2 separate regions of the Triticum aestivum genome follow, and region 1 is linked to region 2. A link is a contact called in public Hi-C data. All regions are on one chromosome and are shown on one strand. Each heading gives the region's core, a stretch centred on a gene start, on an enhancer-like site or on the middle of the called end of the contact. The rest is flanking DNA. Distances are from core to core; before and after follow the strand shown.

Evidence for each region. A called contact is a pair of places that touch in the nucleus more often than the background predicts.
Region 1: a Hi-C map of leaf shows a contact between it and region 2, with 3 times the contacts expected there. The contact joins the promoter of LOC123061814 here to the promoter of LOC123061813 in region 2. A contact is called at or near these places in 2 of 5 Hi-C or Micro-C datasets (both in leaf) and 1 of 1 datasets of contacts at active chromatin or transcription factors (leaf).

The regions. Positions count from the first base shown.
Region 1 is chr3A:493,874,306-493,879,427 of IWGSC CS RefSeq v2.1, reverse strand. It overlaps LOC123061814 (serine/arginine-rich-splicing factor SR34), which reads left to right and starts at 3,448. Exons shown (of 14, transcript XM_044485090.1): 1 at 3,448-3,617; 2 at 4,413-4,504; 3 at 4,736-4,801; 4 at 4,958-5,032; 5 at 5,118-5,122. The coding sequence starts at 4,418.
Region 2 is chr3A:493,652,071-493,656,956 of IWGSC CS RefSeq v2.1, reverse strand. LOC123061813 (AP2/ERF and B3 domain-containing protein Os01g0693400) reads left to right here and starts at 2,524. Exons shown (of 1, transcript XM_044485088.1): 1 at 2,524-3,990. The coding sequence starts at 2,633. The coding sequence ends at 3,760.

The sequences.
Region 1 (5,122 bases), core at 2,199-4,698, 220 kb before region 2:
TTTATTATTGTCTCTAGGACATATTTTCAACATCTCAGTCATATAATAAAGATAAAAGATGAAAGCCACGTAGACATGGACCTGACAAAAATGAAAAGATAACAGAACGCTAGCCTTTGCACAAAGGAGCACCAACCAAGAAAGAAAATTACAGTCAAGACCGAAGAATTCCCTGAGCTTGACTCCAACACCCGTCGATTGCCTCTGGCACCACCACAACAATCACCAAAGAAAAATGTGAATGGTCACCTCTTCATCCGAGTTTGACGCTGCTCCATTGTTGATACAACTTTTCAGACCATCAAAGTAGCTTACTAATGGTGAAACCATTGACGTTGAAAGAATGTAGACGGAGAAGCACCCTGGACATGCCATTAATCTCCAGATCTGGCACCCCTACTCAACTGAAAGCGTCGGAGGAGGAAACTATACCCGTCAGCCATCAACCACAAAACCCAGCACATGATCAACCACATTCTTGATGCCGCCGACGCAGACAACTATTTGCATCTGCTTCTGGACTACCTCCCAACAGTGGCCAGCGCTGGAGCAAACACTGACGCAACGACGGAACCCTAGGACACAGGTCCACCACAAGAATGTCGTCACCCCCACGCCATCCCCGTTTGAACAAGCTAATTCCCAAATCCTTCACCGGCCATAGAGCAGAAAGCCTCATCAAGGACGATCTGGAGCTCCTTTATTCGACGCCGTTATCGGCGTTGCCAAAGGCAAAACATTGAACAGTCCAAAAACCTGAGCTACTAGGGCACTAAAATCAATAGCTACACGATCCGTGCGCGGGGATCCAATGACCCTCATGACTGACAAGAGTAAGATTGTCGGCGGAGGGGAGCCGCCAAAGGACGGCACAAGAAGAGAGGGCACCATCTAAACCCATGGGCATATGCACCAACTTTTCAAAAAAATGCATTTTAAGCATGTTTTGAAATGTCAAAAAAAAACAAAAGAAAACAACACCCATACATGTTCGGAAATGTGTGTACGCGGTACAATTTTATGAAAAAATGTCTTTTTGTTTTGCCTCAGCAAAAAACGCAAATTGCAGTGCTTCTAAATAGTGTCCCACGGCATATTTTTTGTCGTTTTTGCACAGGCCATAAAAGAGTTATTTTTCCGTGAAACTTTATGCACGCACATAGAACACTCGTGCAATTTTTTTCAGATTTTTTTAAATTTAGAAATGTGTTTTTTAAAATGGGTTTATCCGGATTCATCCATGCACTTCTCGGCACAAGAAATCTAACCTCTCCTCGCAAGATCGCTTTTTTTCCGGAAAGAAAGAAAACAAGCCAGATGACACGCTACTATAAAACTAAACACGAAGCATCACTTTTTTTGCAGGCAATAGTGAGAGCTTTATTCAAACAAAAGCATTCGCTGGATCGTCAGCCAGCAGGCTACTCACCAGGAAGCTAGGGGTCTCTTTCAGCCAACTTTCAGTCATACTCAGTGTGCAAGCACGCTTGGCACAGAGATGAGCTGGGTAGTTTGCTGACCGGATTACATGAAGAAAATCAACATAAGAAAAAGCAGTAGCTAGCTCTCCTATCTCATAAAACAACGGTGCCACAATCACGAAGGAGTTGTGACGATTCTTCCAGAGTTCCACGTCCTCCAGACAATCGGTTTCGATGATCACCTCCTGAAATCCTCTGAGGTTCGCAAAGCGCACGCCTTCCCGTACAGACATGGCTTCAGCTATAAGGGGGTCCGTGACACCCACAAGGGGTTTGCTCCATGCTCCCAAGAGGCGACCAACTGATCGTGCCACCCCCCCTGCTCCACCATTGCCGCCATCCAGATGAATTGCTGTGTCGGTGTTTATTTTGATGATCGTTCCATCAGGGGGCCGCCACCCATAACCTGGCAAGATTTTTAGGTCTGGCCGAAGTATATCCAAGATCGCTAGATCTTCTTTAATGCGTCTCACAGAAGTAGACGGGTCAAGTTTCTCCTGATCATGTGTGAGACGATTCCGAGAGTGCCAGATCGCCCACATCACTGTGACTATGATCGCTCGCTTCTTCTCTGAGAAAAGTTGGTCACATAAAATGTCATGAGACCAAGTGCTTGGGTGTAGCTTCGGTAGAGAGAAATCAAGTAACTGTTGAGCTTGCACCCAGAATTGCTTTGCATGCGAACAGTGAATGAGTGCGTGAGCTAAATCCTCATCCATGGCCATGCAGATTTTGCATCTTCCGAGCTCCTGAATATGGCGCTGCTTCAAGGTACATTCCACCGGAATAATGCCTCTCAAGACTCGCCAGTAGAAGTCCCGAACTTTAGGCATCACATTGAGTTTCCATAAGGCACGCCATAGCTCTGCGTTGTCAGTTGAAGACCCGATACCAGTCCCTTCTTCGAGAGCAAAACGCTCTTTTTTGTTCACTAGAGACCGGTACGCTGATTTGACTGTGTAGATGCCAGATTTTTCATGTGCCCATGCCATAAAATCATCACCACCCCCGGCACAAAGGTATGTTCAGAATAGCTTGTGCATCGGGGCTGATAAACAGCTCATGTACTAACTCCGTCTTCCATGTCTAGTTGTCAGTGTCGATCAGCTCACTAACCAACTGAACAAAAGCATTTTGAGGTCTCAGCATGGGAGTCATAGATACTGTCGAAGGAATCCATCGGTCCTCCCATATGGATATGGTTGAACCGGTGCCCACGCGTTTGATAAGGCCAGCATCGAGGGCCTCTCGACCGGCAACGATGGCTCGCCAAGTAGCAGATGCGGCTTTTGGTACTGTGGCGAGCTGAAACTCACAATCTGGGAAGTAACGGCCCTTCAAAACCCGAGCGCATAGAGTGTTGAGGTTAGTCATAAAGCGCTATCCGTGCTTCCCCAAAAGAGCTAGGTTGAACATGCGGAGATCACGAAAGCCCATTCCACCTTTGCATTTCGGTGTAGCTAGTTTATCCCATGATATCCAATGCATAGACCGCCCATCAATGGAACTGCTCAAAAGAACTTTGCCATACCTGATGTCAGAGTCTTACATACTTTCTTGATCAGGAGAAAACACGACATGCTGAAGGTAGGAATTGCTTGGATTACGGATTTTAGGAGCGCTTCTCTCGCAGCACAAGCTAGTAGCGCTCCGACCATCCCTGCATGTGCGCGCGCGCTCTTTCAACCATATAAACGAAAGTGTCACTGGTGATCTTGCCTGTTGCTGTGGGCAGGCCAAGATAGCGCTAGCCAAAAAACACGAAGCATCACTGTGGCCCCTAATCACTAAGGTGGTGGTGTACCACGAGTCAAACTGTGCCACGTGGTAAAAAATAGACACCTAATCTAGCCGTGTTTTTTTACGGGTATCTAGCCGTGTTTATCACTTTGTGAAATCACCGACTAAATTGCGCGCACCGGACAAGTCACCGTGAACGAATTTTACTCTTTTCTGTTGTTGAGAAAACCAATACGTACCTTTTGGCGTAGCGGCATTTCCACGCGGCGTCGCCTGCGGAGTCCCGAAGCTTCTCGACCCGCCGGCCTTACCTCTCTGCCCCGCAGCTACTTCAGCCGAAAACCTCGGAACATTTGTCCATCTTGATTGATTGATTTCTTCGATCGCCACCTGCCAGTTGAGTTCTCCGTCAGTTTCTCCCGTCTCCGCCGCGCTTGCCCCCGCCCGAATCTCTCGGCAGCTTTTCCCGTCGTTCTACAGGCGGTGGCAAGTTTTTTTCGCGATTAGAAATCCGCGGTTCGTCCTCCTTCCACCTCTGTTTTGTGCCGCAGGCACAGATAAAATTTGCACCTTTTGTGAATCGCGATGAGGGGCTGATTGTATCCAGCGTTTCTGTTCTGGAGTTCGTTTCATCTACGCCATGGAGCGTTACAGATACCGTGAAATCTTATTCTCGAGCAGAGAAAACCTTGGTAGTGCGTAGTGGCGTTCCAAGATTGGGCAAATTTCCCTCCGAATGGTGACCATTGAGATCGGTTTTGGCCTTTTGGGTATCATGCTCATGTGAGATTTGGATTAGGTTTTAACAAGGTGTTCTGTCCAACTGTCCAGAGTCTGTTGAACAATTCTGAAGTTTTTACTAGCACTAATTCCTGTAGTGAGAAGATAGACGACGGAAGCTGAGGTCGCACTCTGATTCTGATAGTTGTATTATCTATTCTGTAGTTAAATCGGCAAAATCTGGTAGACATATAATATTCTGGAAATACATGAGTATGAAATTTGTCTTCCTGCTTTCTTTCCTGTCAATTACTTAGGCGGCAATTTTATTTTCTTCTATTGCTATACCAGCTTGTGCTTCTAATGCTTATCTGCACCATTCTAGCTAGTAGTAGTATGTTTTGCATAAAAGAACATCTACATATTCATGTATAGGCTGTATGACCTTTATTTTATTTTATTTAACTGCAGAAACAATGGGCAGGCGCAACAGCTGCACCATTTATGTAGGCAATCTCCCTGGGGACATTCGTGAGAGGGAGGTTGAGGATCTCTTTTACAAGGTAAATATTCAATTTTGTGTAATGATTCTTGCACTAGCTTTTCTTGTGGCTTTGGCAATTATGTAAAGATAATTGGCTATAGCACAAACTGATGAAGTTCTTGACCATTTTTCAGTTTAACTTGTACATAGTAAGGAAACTAGTATGATATAGGTTGCACCTCATGTACATCGCATTGTAAGGAATTAAAACAGATTTATTCATGCCTTAATTTTGTGTATCATTATGCAGTATGGCTGTATTGTCGATATTGACTTGAAGATTCCTCCAAGGCCTCCTGGTTACGCTTTTGTTGAGGTCAGTATTCTGTCATGGTCATGTAGAGGTTTATACTCAGAATTCATGATAGAAGCCTCATTGTTCTTATTTTGGCATTAAACTTACTCTCTTAACTAAGTTTTCATTTCTTATATAACTAATTATTGGATGCTAACAAAGAATGATCTTCTTTAGTTTGAGGATCCCCGTGATGCTGATGATGCAATTTATGGCCGTGATGGGTATGACTTTGACGGCTGCAGGCTGCGGGTATGCATGTACTGCGTGTTGCCTTTTTTGGTTCAAAGCAAAGACTGCTTTCTTGTGCCTGTTGTTTGAGAAGTTCATCTCTCAGGTGGA
Region 2 (4,886 bases), core at 1,275-3,774:
ACACTACCAGTAGTGCGTATACTCAATTTCCCCCACACGGCTTGGCTACAGTAGATGCCATAGCTGCACAAGCAATGCACGTGGAATTCCCCGAGCCGTGACCGCGGGCGAGCGTCGCCGTTGCAAATTCGCAATTGCTCCACTGTTTCGTAGCCCGCCCACTTGCACGGCGAGCTCGGCCACATCGAACAGATCTGACCGGATTTACCGAGCACGGCGCACCCAGGAAAACTCCACAGCCCACTTGCCGGCCGGTGAAGCAGCTTTGCGTGCCGTGCGCCGACTTATCACCACCGTTGTAGCACAAAACATTATCCTGGAGGCAGCGGCTTAATAACTTGGCTAGTTGTTTTCTGTATGTATGATTAAGCCAACGGAGTGTGCCCAGTGTGTTATCTACAAGTGCTGGACTTTTCTGTCCGGTCGATCCGGATCATGTCCCTGTCACGTATGGACGGACAATTGCATGAGTAGTTTCTTGTTTGTACCGTACCCAGTACCCTTCCGCGGCTAAGATCAACTCCCTGTGGATGGTGAAGTTGTAGATGACCGGCCGCCTCCAAAAACTTCCAGAAATAGGGTCCTCTCCTCGCTAGTCCACGTCACACTGCGACAAGCCAGCACACAGCATCCATCTATCCATCTATATCTATCTGAAAACACGCATAGCATAAGCCCAATCCACTTGCGTGAGCAACAATAATTCCGCCACAAACCTCATCTGAAAAAAGGGACACTCCAAAGCAAAGCCATATAGAAAGGAGAAGGCATCCGGCGTGACATGGCAAACAGCTGCGCCCATGGGGCGGCCAGCTCACATCATCCGCAACAAGAACCATCTTTTCCATCCGTAGACCATGCTACGATCTACCTAGAGTGGGACCATCCCTCCCTCCCTCCCTCCCGCGCCGCCACCCGCGAGGCGGCCGGGGAGGGCGCCCCGATCTCCTCCGCTCGGCCCCCTCTCCCTCCCTACTCCCCTCGCCGCCGCTGGAGGGCGTGGCCGGGCGAAGCCCGGTCTGCGCAGGCGGCGGCGGGGCCTCCTTCGTCCCCTCGCGCGGGTGGTCAGGCGCGGGCCAGATCCGCCGGGCCTGGGCGCCGGACTGGTTGACGGGTGCGGCGGCACGGCGTGCTGCGGAGTGGTCGAGCTCCTGGCGGCGGTGCGGCGGGAGTCATGGTGGTGGTCCTCGCCTCTTGGCGCGCGGGGCTGCTCCGGGGCGGCGGCGCGGGCATGTCCTGTGGGCGCGGCCTCGGCCTCCCCTGCTTGGCCGGCGGGTCTCGGTGGGGGGGGGGGGGGCTCCTCCCTACTGAGATCTGGCTTGCGGGATCTTCCAGATCCCGGCAAGGATGGCGGCGACCCGTGCACGAGAGATGGAGGTCTTCGATCAGATCCGGGTGAAAACCTGCTATTGGCTATTGCCAAGGCCGGCGATGGCGACGCTGTCTGCGTCGTTCCCTTCCTGAAGGCATCGTCGTGGAGATGTTCAAGGCCACTCTCTGCTACCTCCGGGGGAAACCCTAGATCAGTAGATCGGATGGCGGCGGCTCTCTGGTGTCGTCTTCCCCCCCTGGGGGCGTCATTCTTGGAGGTGCACACGGGCTCGAGGGACTAGAGGACGGCGACGTTGGTGGAGCGGTGCTTCATCTTTCACATTGATGATGGCGGATCTCGGCGGCATGGTGCTGTGGAGACTCGGCGTCTGATGCGCGGAGATGGACTCGTGCAGGAGGAGGAAGCTGTCTGGCGTCATGGGGACGTCGATGGCAGACTGGCCAGACAAGGTAGAAGCCTCAATTTGATCTGAAGACGGACCTGTGGAAGATGGCGGCGACGACACACGAGTGCGTCTGACCGGATTGCGCCTCAGACCCAGTATGTGGCTCGGCTGGGGTTACCGAATGAGTTTCGGTTTCCGGCTTTTGATGTTAGGCTTAGGTGAGTGGTTTGGGTAGTGGCCCAGCTAGCACCCCCTCATCATATTGGATAGGAGTAGCGGCACATGTTGCCAAGATGGTGGATTCAGACACATTGTTGTAATACTTTGTATGGTTATCGAGAATAATCAATAAAGTGGCCGTATGCATCTCCCAGATGCAGAGGCCGGGGGTCATCCTCCTTTTCTAAAAAAACGATCTACCTAGAGTATCCATCTACCTTCATCATCTAGGCATAGATGGATAGCCCTTGAGCCAACCCATGAGCTGATGAGTGACCCACACCAAGGCCAGCCCATCGGCGAGCCACGCTCTGACCACGTATCTATGTCTCAGCCCACGGGGGTGACGTCAATGCATTAGCCCTACACAGCGGCAGCATTTTTATATGGTTTGCATTCACCGAAAAGCGAGGGAAAAAATTGGAATTAAAAACAGCAGAGCAAAATACAGGTAGCAAACCACGGGAAGAGCCACGCGGAGCATGGTATGGGCATGGCAGCGGCAGCGTCCCACCCATGCCATACACGACACCCACTCTGCCGCTGGGATCTCTCCTTCCTTCCTATAAATCCCCCCGCGCGCGCTCCCCTCAGCGTCCTACAATTGATACTACCACCCATCATAGCATCAGTTACCAACAGAAGAGACAGCCATACTCCACAGCTAGTGCCGCCAGTGTCGCGCCGTTACTGAAATGGACAGCACCAGCTGCCTCGCCGACGACACCAGCAGCGGCGGCGCCGCCTCCACGGACAAGCTCAAGGCGCTGGCCGCCGCCGCGGCGGCGGCCGCGGCGGGGCCGCTCGAGCGCATGGGCAGCGGCGCCAGCGCGGTGCTCGACGCGGCCGAGCCGGGCTCCGAGGCCGACTCCGGCGGCCGCGCGGCGCCGGCGGGGAAGCTGCCGTCGTCCAGGTTCAAGGGCGTGGTGCCGCAGCCCAACGGGCGCTGGGGCGCGCAGATCTACGAGCGGCACCAGCGCGTGTGGCTCGGCACCTTCGCGGGGGAGGCCGACGCCGCGCGCGCCTACGACGTGGCCGCGCAGCGCTTCCGCGGCCGCGACGCGGTCACCAACTTCCGCCCGCTCGCCGACGCCGACCCCGACGCCGCCGCCGAGCTCCGCTTCCTCGCCGCGCGCTCCAAGGCCGAGGTCGTCGACATGCTGCGCAAGCACACTTACTTCGACGAGCTCGCCCAGAGCAAGCGCGCCTTCGCCGCCTCGGCCGCGCTCTCCGCGCCCACCACCTCGCACGGCCACGCCTCGCCTCCCACCCCGGCCGCCGCGCGCGAGCACCTGTTCGACAAGACGGTCACGCCCAGCGACGTGGGCAAGCTGAACCGGCTGGTGATACCGAAGCAGCACGCGGAGAAGCACTTCCCGCTGCAGCTCCCGGCCGCGGGCGGCGAGAGCAAGGGCCTGCTCCTCAACTTCGAGGACGCCGCCGGCAAGGTGTGGCGGTTCCGCTACTCGTACTGGAACAGCAGCCAGAGCTACGTGCTCACCAAGGGCTGGAGCCGCTTCGTCAAGGAGAAGGGCCTCGGCGCCGGAGACGTCGTCGGGTTCTACCGCGCCGCCGCCGGCAGCACCGGCGAAGCCAGCAAGCTCTTCATTGACTGCAAGCAGCGGCCGAGCACCAACAGCCCCGCCCCCGCAGACCCCGTGGACCAGTCGCCGGCGCCCGTGCACAAGGCCGTGAGAATCTTCGGCGTCGACCTTCTGACGGCGCCGGCGTCGCCGGGGTGCAAGAGGGCCAGAGACATGGTGAAGCCGCCGGCTCCGACAGCGGCGTTGAAGAAGCAATGCATAGAGCTGGCGCTAGCGTAGGGTTGGAACCATTAGCTCGATCGATGCCTTGTCTCCAGCTAGCAGCGGCGGTTTTTGCTCGCGTAATTCAGGTGGTAGAGCTTAGCTTAATTAGTCCCTTGTTGGTAGTACCTATCATCAACTTTGTTTGTTTATTTGTCATGTTGTTGCATGCCCTGATGTAAATCTTATCCTCCCAAAAATGTATACTAATTCAGGAAGCCCTCGAAGGCTAGCTTTAGATCGTTCAACCGACGACATAATAATAACATTTTGAATGTAGCCTAGCTCATCAGTTTCCTTGTCAAAAACTGAAGCATATCCTATTTGGTAGTAGAAGTATCTAGATATTTGTCGTCCATTTTGACCTAGCTTCTTTTCTTGCGCCTTTTTATACACTTTTCTGTATTTTATATGCACACCCTGAGACGTGATGTGGTTGTTGTGTAGCTAAGCACACCAGGTGCATGCATGAGCCAAGTTTGGAAAGAGAAAGAGAAGTGGTGCAGTGCAGAGCCATTGTTATGGCCGCATGCACACGCTAGAGACATCTGCTGCTGTAGATGATATGATAAACTTATCTTATCAGCAGCAGAACAGAGCAGAAGAGCCGCCTTTTGCAGGGATGGATATATGCTCTGCTCGCCATCGTCAGTACGTAGAGAAGATGAAATACTCCGTACTAATAGATCTGAGGAAAACAAAAAAGAAATGCACCGTCCCTGTAACAAATGCCTTCTGTTCATCACGCCCGAAATTTGAATTCGGGCCGCAAGGCAAACGGTAACATGCAAAGGTGCATGTCACCTGATCTGTGTCATGGATAGCAACACAACACGTATCGTACAGGCGGTGGCCTGGCCCGGCCGCTGGCCCGGTGGGTGGTTGCTAGCTAATACTGTACTACTGAAATAGTAGCGCACGCAGAGCAACCAGTTGCACGCCTACTTGTTGGTTGTTTATTCATGCGCATGCAATGCAAGCCGTGATCCTTGACATGTGCAACACATTGCCGCCAATTTCGCAGTAGCTTTATGGGTTTTGCCAGCTTGTCGCTGTGACCCAGCCGCCGGCCTCCAGCCCAGGGTGAGGTAGATTTTGCGGCCGCGCTCATCTACTCATCGGTGCTGCGCGCGAGACGACGTGC